Linked DNA regions of Nothobranchius furzeri: region 2 is linked to region 1. The links are chromatin contacts, called in public Micro-C maps. All regions are on one chromosome and are shown on one strand. The core of a region is the stretch at or near the end of the contact, and the rest is flanking DNA. Distances in the headings are between cores, read along the strand shown. Region 1 overlaps cdc42 (cell division cycle 42). Region 2 holds the start of svbp (small vasohibin binding protein).

Region 1 (5,087 bases), core at 1,425-3,924:
GGAGAACACACGCCTCGGTAGAACATGAACACTGGAACACGCCTTGGCGGTTCCTGATGACGTATCTCCTAAGCAACCGGGGCGGGGCCAAGATATCTGGAAGGACGCCTCACCTTGGGAGTGTGTCCTGACTTTTGGTATGATGAGGAGATGGCTGCCAGAGCACAGGGACCATGAAGGCTCGTTTCTCAGAAATAGATCTGAGAGATAAGAAGGCCCAAGACCATGAAGACATTTAAAAATCATTAAAAGAACCTTAAAGTCGATGCTGAAATGTACAGGAAGCAAATGCATCTTGCTTAAGACGGGTGCAATGCTCCTGCCTCCTGGTCTTTTTTAGGACATGAGCTGCTGCTGAATTCTGAATAAGTTGTAAACCTGAGGTACTCTCTTTGGGAAGACCAGAAAGCAGGGCATTACAGTAGTCTATTCTACTGGTGATAAAGGCGGGCATCAGCGTCTCTGTATCGGCCCAAGAGAGGAATGGGCGGACTTTGGTGATGTTCTTCAGGTGATAACAACCTATTTTTTATGATGTTCTTAATGTGGGGACAAAAGTTAGCTCAGAGTAAAAAATCACGCCCAGGTTCTTCACTTGAGAAGATGGATTAAGAGCTAGTGACTGTAGCTTAGGTAGAAGTTTCTCTCTCTGGGTCTCAGGACCAGTGACTAAAACTTCAGTTTTGTCCCGGTTGAGCTGGAGAAAGTTTTCTGTCATCCAGGATTCAACATCTGACATGCAGTTAAAAAGGGCATCCAATGATAGTACGTCATCGGGAGACACAGAGATGTACAACTGTGTATCATCTGCATAACTGTGAAACACTCTGTCGCCCGAAGACACCACCAAGTGGAAGCATAGAGATTAAAAACCACTGGGCCTAAAATCAAACCCTGGGGCACACCACATGTAATCTCACAGGTCTTAGAACAGAAGGTATCTAGACTTACCATAAAAAGAAATAAGCCATTTATGGACGGCACCAGAGAGGCCGATGTGTTTAACGTTGTGGTCCACTGTATGAAAGGCAGCGCTTAGATCCAGAAGAACAGAACTACCACCTTCTGTTCGTGATTTATTCTTAGATCATTTCAAACTCCTCAAAGGGCTACACCGTCTCAGTGCCGTGGTTTACTCTAATACCAGACTGAAATAACTCAAGGACAGTATGTGCATTAATAAAATCATTAAGCTGGATTAAAACAAGCTTTTCTAAAATTTTACTTAAGAACGCTAAATTAGATGTTGGTCTGAAGTTGTTAAAATCGCTAAAATCTAAATTGCTCTTCTTCAACAGGAGCATCACCACCGCCCCTTTAAAGGCGGCAGGAAGATCACGGTTAAAATCTCATATCTAAAATATACATAAAATGGCTAAAACTGAAGTAGGAACTGGATCTAAAAGACGTGATGGGCCTGACTGAGGAGGAAACGTTCTGGAGTCTCAGCTTCCACCAGGACAGTGTTTCCTCTGGTACAACCGTTTTCCACCTTTAACTTCTGAGGAATTGAAAAACATGAAAAGTGATTAACTGAATCAGTAAAGTAGAAAGAATTGTTTTTACATCACATTTAGCATTTAAATATCTTCATCTTTATTCATTTGTGTTGCTTTGTGTGGAGAATGAACACAACATAAAACAACATCAAAGGTTTGTGCTTAAATGAGTTTAGAACGTTAAATGTTCATTTTTAGAACATTTGTCCTTCTGAATTTCATCTGGTGTATGAGAATGTACGAAAAGTCTTTTTGACATAAATAGAACATAATATATTGTTATATAGATCTTAGGTCACATGGTCGTCCTAACCAAATAAATAATTAACCGGCTTTTATCATGGGTTGCCTCTGCTTCAGCCCGCCTGATTCACGTTTCATTACCTTCTTACGATGACATCACATGCTGCAGAAACCTGTTAATCCCGCGTTCATTTAGATCAGGTGTATGGCAGCAGGGAAACACCTAAAACACTCGGAGCAGGGCTGCAGCTGCTTCTGAGAGGGCCTGAAGCTTCGTTCACACTGAATGCAGAATGGATAAGATCCAGTTTAACACGGATCAGAAATCACAGAGACCAATGAAACTAGCTGTGGTGCTGACCCAGATGCAGAGCTCCAGAAAGCTTCCACATGGAGTCTGGACCCTGAGCCAGACAGGAAGTGAGATGTGGTTCAGCAGTAAGGAGATCGTAGGCTGTACTTCTGGGGCATCGCCAGCACTGACTGAAGCGGTGCTCGTGGTTACGCTCGACTCTTGTATCGATCTTTCAAATCAGAAGTGTTGTCAAAGACGTCGACGCCTTGCTTGTGCAGAAGACCACGTGACTTTTCCAAACGTTTCGGGGCAGCCTTGAATTCAGAGGGAGGTGGTTCAGGGTTCCAACTGCAGGGGGAGCTAAGGGGAGCTGAACTAAAACACCCAGGGGGAGGCCGAAAAAGCTCCTGGTTTTTCTTGTACTACGTATTTCTGTGGATTACCCGGGGGTTGTTTTGAGTGGAGAGGATGCAGAGTGCTGATGGTAGTTTCGCTCCAGGAAGCTCCGTCCCGCGCACGGCCACAGTAACATTCTCAAGTGTCGCCATGCACCCCAAAAAATGTATTTAACACGCGACCATTTGTGTCGGCTCACATCCTCTCGTGCTGTCTTTGTGCCTGATGCGCTGCGGGGCGCACCACTTGTCTTGTGCTCCGGGGGCTCGCCGGCAGCAGGTTTCTGTAGGACCGAGAGAAGGTGCTGGACAGACAAATAGATTTATCTCACTATGTGGTTTTAACTTTGTAATGAAAAAGCACGTAAAACCTTCACAGCTCAGTCCCACACCCAGGGCCGTTTCAAGGCCTTTCGGGGACCAGGGCGAGAATAAAGTGCTGTAGTATTTTCTGATGGGACAGCCACTCTGTAACACACCTACCTTCAGATTTTAAGACAACAACGGACAGATTTGGACACACTTGCCTTTAGTGTGCCGTGCTGATGCTAGGTTGAAGTCTGGCCAGCAGGTGTCACTCACTTAACTGGGTTCAAATGGTTCACAACACTGAACCATTAGCTTCATGTTGGTCCAGCGGTGTGGAAGGCTTTGGTTTCTCCATCACCAGGTACTCGAGGTACGAGAAAACGGCTCAGGGGGCTCAGAGGTCAAAAAGGTGAGGAAACAGTGCTGTGAAGGGTCATTCTAGCACATAGGGGCTCAAGAAGATGGCCTTGTCCACGCCGCACTCCAGAGCTTCAATTGCTGTCCTGGTCACCATGGGTACCAATGAAATACCGCCGTTCAGCTGCCTCATTTATTAGCAGAATACTAATATAGCTTTGCATTGACCATTTATGGCAGAAGGTGTGAATAGGAGGCGGGATGTGATCCAGAAACACCGGAGCACATTTGTAGGAGCAGTGCTGAGCTTAGGTAGAGCGAGGCCCCAGGCATCCTCCAGCTGTACACGGGGTCATCAGATTTATGTTAATCACAGGAGCCATACATGACTAGGGAACCATTTCAAAGGCAATTAAGGTATTAGTTTAATATTTCTGAAAAGAATGAATACAAAGACTTTAGACAAAGCATTTGGTTCTGCACCAAAACAACAGGTAATAATAACTCTACGGACTTTGGCCTGATGCCGACCCAACTCTGATCCACCAGTAGTCATACAGATGTTTGGTTTGAACTAGCAGGTCAGAGCTCAGGTGAGTTTCAGCCCCTACATGTGAAAGTGTGAAAGAAAACTTTTATATATTTATATATTTTATATATAATAAAAAACACAAACAAAAACAAAGGAAATGGTAAAAACATCTGGAGCCTACATCAACATTATAATTACATCTGTTAAACTCATCATTTAGACCAGAGACCAAGGCTCCGCTACACCCCCCCCAGTCTGTGTCTGCTCAGCATGGAGGGTGATGTCAGCGTTCACCATCCTTGGTCCCGGTAACCATGGAGACCACACCACTTGTTCTACTAACACTGTTTAAGTTCCCTGCATCAAAAGGCAGATGGGTAGACCAGCAGAGCCACCAGTGCCTCCCAGACCAGGAGACGAGGACAGCCTGCTGGTAACCGGATCAGTGGGGCGTCCCCCACCAGACTGGACCATCCTGTCTGAACTCACCTATGTGCACTCAACTCGTCTGCGGTCCAGGTAGACAGGGATGTTGGCAAATACACCACGACACCACACAAACCTAACGGTGGTGGTGAGTGTGCTCAGAGAACAGAAGCGCGGGGGGGGGGGGGGGGTCCAAACAACTACACAGCTGAGCATTAGGCCGATGCCATCGGGTCGGTTCCAGCTGGATCAGGATGTTCCTACTGGGCCTGCTGGTGGGAGGAGTCCAAGCCCACAGACGGCTGAAGCTTATTACTGATGATACTATCTGAAACTTGGTCGACCACGTCTGTCTAGTCTCGACTGTGGAGGTCAGTGTGGTCAGCTAGCCTTAGCAGAGAAAGGAGAACAGGTGCGTGTGTGTGTGTGTGTGTGTGTGTGTGTGTGTGTGTGTGTGTGTGTGTGTGTGTGCTGTGAAAAGGCGGCAACCCCTCATAGCAGCACACATTTACGTTTCTTCTTGGGCTCTGGGGGCTCCAGTGCTGCCAATATGGCCTCATCAAACACATTCTTCAGGCCTTTCTGTAAACAAACACACAAACAAACAAACAATAAGGGAGGTACACACACACACACACACAGCTCAAAGAAAAAGCCAGGTGGATAAAAAGCTTCTTCAAATGAATTTCAGTCACTCTGAAGGATGTTTGCTGCAGTTTCTCACCAGTATCAGCTGATGGAGGGCTCTAGTTTTGTTGTCCCGGTCAGGGAGGGGGCGGGGCATGACGCTTAGCTGGATACAACTACATTACATCATCAGACCAAAGGGATCACCGCAGAATCACGCACACACACACGCACGCGCACACACACACGCACGCGCACACACACACACAGCTAATCGATGTTGGACATTTCAGATTGAAAGCATCGACCTGGTGACCTTGGTGGAAGAAAATAATCCAGCCGAGTTATTTAACAACTAAGAATGTTTAATAAGGACTAATCTCTGTACTGTGTAACTGGGGGAG
Region 2 (5,087 bases), core at 1,077-3,576, 390 kb before region 1:
TGTTTGTTTTGGGTTAGGGTTAGTGAGCGTGAGACGGATTTTGGGATGAAAACTAAGCCAAGGATCTCACAGGGTTTCGGGCAACTAGCTGGAAAGGTCTTGTTCATTTTGTAGAGTCCAGCTGAATGAGTACACACAAAACTTGGAAGACTGTTTTATTTGACCAAGTTATGTTGGGCAGATGGCACCACTGTGACAGATTCCGCAGATTTTCTCGTAAATTCCTTCATATTTATGATCTAAATCTTGACTCGTGTTCCTGAAACTCCTGACTCACAAAAACCCAATGAGACAGGTTCTAGAAACCCACCAGAGTTTTATTTTAGAGGAACACTTGATTTGGTGCAAAGAACTGGAAAACATTTGGAGTTGTTTTGGACCCTCCCATACAAACAGACTTAGGCAGAAAAACGTGTCTGGTCATTTTTACAACATGTAAACAAAATGAGCTGAATGCCAGGGCTGAGGACTGCCAACCAGAAAATACCTTGTAAAGAGAAAACCAATGGTGGCTGATCAGGCTGTAGACATGAAGAAAGCTCATGTACAGCACATCCAACAGGAACCAGCAGAAAGCTCTGAGCCACTCAAATCACCGACATCAGCAACTTTCTGGTTCTCAGATCGGACTGAGATCAGATCATAAAAGATGTGTCCACAGTAAACAGATTCTTACAGGCCTGAAAAACTAGTGTCTGTAAAACGAAGACCGACAGTTGAGGGTTTTTACCACCATCCTGTCCCAGTTTAAGTGACTGGTTTGCTGTCCATCACAGAGAAGAAGTGAACCGATGCTAGAGCAGATAAAACCTGGAGAATGAAACGATGTGACATCATTCTGCTTGTGACTGCATCTGCTTACAAAACGCCTCAAACTGCTGCTGTTCCAACTCAGTCATCACCTTGTTTAGAGCATAAATCTGGGAGGGAGAGACAGAGGTATGGTTATTAACGCTGCTGAAGATTCGTGATGCTGGGAAGAAGAAGAGCTGTGATCACCTCTGCTCTCTGTCTCTGTTTGAGCTCCTGTTGTGCAGATTTCTGCTTGACCCGGTCCCCTCTGGTCGGGGTGGTGTTCAGCTTCGGTTTGTCCTTACGGCAGGCAGGTTCCATTCTAGCGGGTCCTGATCAGACAAGAAGCCGGTGTCACTATTGACCTTAAAAGGATGAATAAAGTTTATTTTTGTTCTTATCATGCTGTTGTGCATGCACACACACAAATAACCATAGAGAAGGATGATAAATAACATGGATTTACAGTAAGGTCACAGCAATTTTTAGCTAGAATAAATGGTAACCAGCAAGTTATTTTTTTCTAGGAGGATCTTAAGTTGAGTCAAAGGAGGCCAGACTCTATTTAGGAGACAGGAGAACCACATTAAACAGTTTTATTCAACTAATATATGATTATTATGGATTTACACCAGGGTAACATAATTTTCTACCTATAAAAATGGTGACCAGCTTGTTATACATGTCAAGACTCTATTTAGGAGACAGAGGAACCAAATTAAACCGTTTTATTCAACTTTTACATGAATATTATGGATTTACACCTGGGTGACAGAAGTTTCTACCTATAAAAACGAACAGTGAGTCCAGGCTGCTGCAGGGACGCTTAGAACGTCCAACAACACCCGCCAGCCTTTAGAAAGTCCAGCATATATTTTTGTATTCAACATAAATTACATTTTCAGTCACTGCGACGTTAATCAAACGCTAGAAGAAACCGTGAAACCCCAAATCTCCGCTGGAACAATTACGCAGTTTACGTAAGCGCTCTTCTTCTTCTGCCGTTGTAAGACTCAGAAAATGAGAAGCAGACAATAGCGCCCCCCACAGTCACAGATTACGCTAGATCACAGATTTTGCTGTAACACCTGCCGGATTGGGCTAAAACGGCTAGTTTTAAACATCAGAAACAGCCCCAGCAGCTAACAGCTTCAGGCCTGATGTGACCAAAACAGATTTAACGGGTGTTTAATTATCCATATAATTAAACATAAGCCTGGATGTCATTTAACATTTCGAGTTTCAACATCCAGACATTCAAAGTAAGCTCAGCAATTTAAACAACATCGTTACCGTCTACAGGAGAACACGTTGTTTGTCTCATTTAATAAGCAAATACACAAAAACACGAAAGACGGTGTTTTAACACTGCAACATTCTGATAGCAGCGTCCTTACCCACGTTGATAACAACAAAACAGCGAAGTCAGGGGAATCTTCATGTAGCCACTTGCTAGCTAGGACGGTGTCACTGGTAAACAAATCCGGGTTCACAACTGGAGCTGTAGCCAACAGTTCCGGTGTTGCTATGAAACGTGTCCCCTGTCAAAAACGTTGGAAATCAACGTCACTTCCGGGAAATAAAACATTCTTTTTGTATTTCCAAATATTTTTATATCAAGCAAAGGACATTCGAAACAGCAAATCTGCACACATCATCAAAAAACAAGGAATGATAGAATCGTAATTTTCATCTTTGGTGACATTCAGAACGATGGTGATCTACTTAGTGAAAACAGTAAAATAGAATAAACAAAGTAAAAAGACTCACTAAATATACTAAAATTTGCAACTTTTTGATTTTACAAAAGGATCAATTTAAAGTAGGTTTGTCCAAACGCTAGGGAGCGATGTAAGATTACAGAAAAAGATTAAACCTGTTCGACCTAGATTTGATTTTAGGGGGTTCTGATCACTGAAAACATTTAATGTGCTGTCGTTTTCAAAATCAATGATGCATGGTTAAGTGCCTCTAAATGTATATTTATGAAAATAAAACTTGGCCATGGAAATAATCAGATCGATTATTTAGCTATATCTAATCAGATTTCTTTTGCACATCCGTACAGTTTTCTGTAAGGCCAAACATGAAAATCTGCTGCAGTTTGTTTCAAGATCAAACAACAAATATGACACTGGAAGAACTGGACAATGGTCCAGTGCCAAAACAGATGGACAGATGTTTCAGGATGGTCAGAGCAAGAACTGTGTGGTGTCTACCACTAGGGGGCAGTATAGGAGAACGTAGATTTTTTTAAAAGAACTTTTATTGAACCTTTGCAAAACGAACAAAAGCGACTACATTTCAAAATTTGTTAGCAGAATGACATTACAGAGTAGCTCCGAAGTTTGTGTTCATCTCAACTTGCATTTTGTAGACACAATTCAAAGATTGATTGATCTTTGAATGTTTGACCAGTAGAGTTTAGGATTCTTTGCTTGTTCAGGGACCATAAACACACTTTGTATTAACCCTTTGATGCATGAATTATGAAATCTTCAACCATGATTTTTTAAACAATTTTTTTCATTCATCTTTAGGTGTGAATGAAACGAATTTCAACAAATATTTTTTATAACATATAATAATTTACAAATAATTTATTACATGTCCACCTCGGTGGACAGCGTGCATTCTGAACATGAAGTATGTTGGCTTGCCTTACTGAAGTCCAATTGGAGGGGCTCATGTGCAATAAAGTCTTCAACAGCCGTGCTTAATAGCAAAAATAAATAAATAACAATTTTGAGTACCTGTCCACTGTAGTGACCATTAGAGCCCTGCACGGGCCTAAAATCTGAGCCCGTGTCCGGCCCGGCCCGAGAGGGTGGAGTCCCAGCCCGACCCGGTCCAATAAGGATTTCAGGATTCTCTGGCCCGACCCGAGCCCGACTTTTTTTTAACCTTTCATAATGTTTTAGTGTGATAGGATGCTCTGCGTTCTAATTATCTGTGAGAAGCGTTCTGCAGTAAAAAAAAAAAAGAAAAGACAGAAAAACAGCATCAATGCAGCTTTTTTTTTCTAACAGAGCGTATTTTTCAAGCGGCAGATGAAATTTACGAACACTATATTAATTGGATGCGTTTGTAAATTTAATCTGCTCTGAAAACGCGCTCTTGTGCTGTTAGAAAAAAAAGCAGCATTCTAATTTTTTTAACTGCAGCGCGCATTTTCAGAGCGGCAGATTAAATAAACGCCCCCCAATTAGCGTTTGTAAATTTAATCTGCTGCTCTGAAAATGCGCTCTCCAGTTAGAAATAAGCCAGCAATGAATGCTGTATTTTTTACTGCAGAGCAAATTTATTCACAGAAAAACTGCTGCCGTTTTCATGAGGATAAACGAATGTTTCTGACATCAAAGTGGACATAAAATGGCGTATTAGAACAGGGGCACACGTTTCAATCAGCAGTTTGATAATCATTTATATCGGCGCATTTATAAACCACACACACCATAACTGAGCTAACGGTGCGTGAGAAGCAGGCAGGTGCTGCTGCGTTCAAGTGTTTCAGTTTTTTTTTATGAATTTGAATTAAAATGAAGGCGCCCGGCCCGTGTCCGAGGTAATTACACAGTTGTTGGCCCTCGGGCCGGGCTTCAGTGCAGGGCTCTAGTGACCATTATGCATCAAAGGGTTAATTCAGGCAGAGTCAAGTATATAATTAAAAAGAAGTTTATTTTTCTAAGTTAATTATAATACATTGTCACAATCCGCCCCTGCCTTCCTGACTGTGTCTCTCTCCTGCCCTGTTTAGTCCTTTTTGTTCTCACCTGCCCCTCGTTAACCTGCCCATGTGTTCCTAATTTTCCCTGTGTATTTATACCTCCCGTCTTGTACCAGTCTTCGTCGGATCATTGTATGTGCATGTGCTTGTTTTGTCCTGTCGCTCCCGTTCCACCATTAAAACCATTTTTATTTTTTCATCCGTGCCTGCTCTCCTGCCTCCTGAACTCTCCACCACACATGGTCTACCATCTCCACTCCGCCCAACATGACAGAATGATCCGACCAACCTGGACCTGTGGTGAGCGTTACATTCTGTTCTGGAGGATTATTTTTTTCTTTTTCTCCCGTTTCAGCGGAGGGAGATTCCGGCCTGGAGTTTGTTTTTCGGCGCATCCTACCTGTTCTCGGGGTGGTCGAGCCCTCTGGGAGATCCTGGCGCATCCTATCTGTTCTCGGGGTGGTCGGGGTCATTCTCCTCTCCTGCTGTTCTGCCCTGTCCTGTTTTTCACGGAAGCCGCTGTTTCCTGGAGCTTTTTGATGGAGGTAAAACCCCCTACGCACGCCAG

Evidence for each region. Hi-C and Micro-C count contacts between places; a contact is called where the count stands out from the background.
Region 2: a contact with region 1 is called in a Micro-C map of tail fin, with 9 times the contacts expected there. The contact joins the promoter of svbp here to the enhancer-like site in region 1. A contact is called at or near these places in 2 of 2 Hi-C or Micro-C datasets (skeletal muscle and tail fin).

Annotation. Positions count from the first base shown.
Region 1 is chr3:2,235,233-2,240,319 of NfurGRZ-RIMD1, reverse strand. It overlaps cdc42 (cell division cycle 42), which reads right to left. Exons shown (of 6, transcript XM_015974343.3): 6 at 4,402-4,638. The coding sequence ends at 4,549. Among protein-coding and RNA genes, the nearest start is that of cdc42, 20 kb to the right of the region's middle. Within about 2 kb of position 2,674, at least 1 of the 3 cell types and tissues checked has an H3K27ac peak or open chromatin away from gene starts, as enhancers often do. A contact at or near this core is called in tail fin, where this site is marked.
Region 2 is chr3:2,621,509-2,626,595 of NfurGRZ-RIMD1, reverse strand. It overlaps svbp (small vasohibin binding protein), which reads right to left and starts at 2,326. Exons shown (of 3, transcript XM_015942485.3): 1 at 2,190-2,326; 2 at 1,000-1,124; 3 at 300-920. The coding sequence starts at 1,113. The coding sequence ends at 834.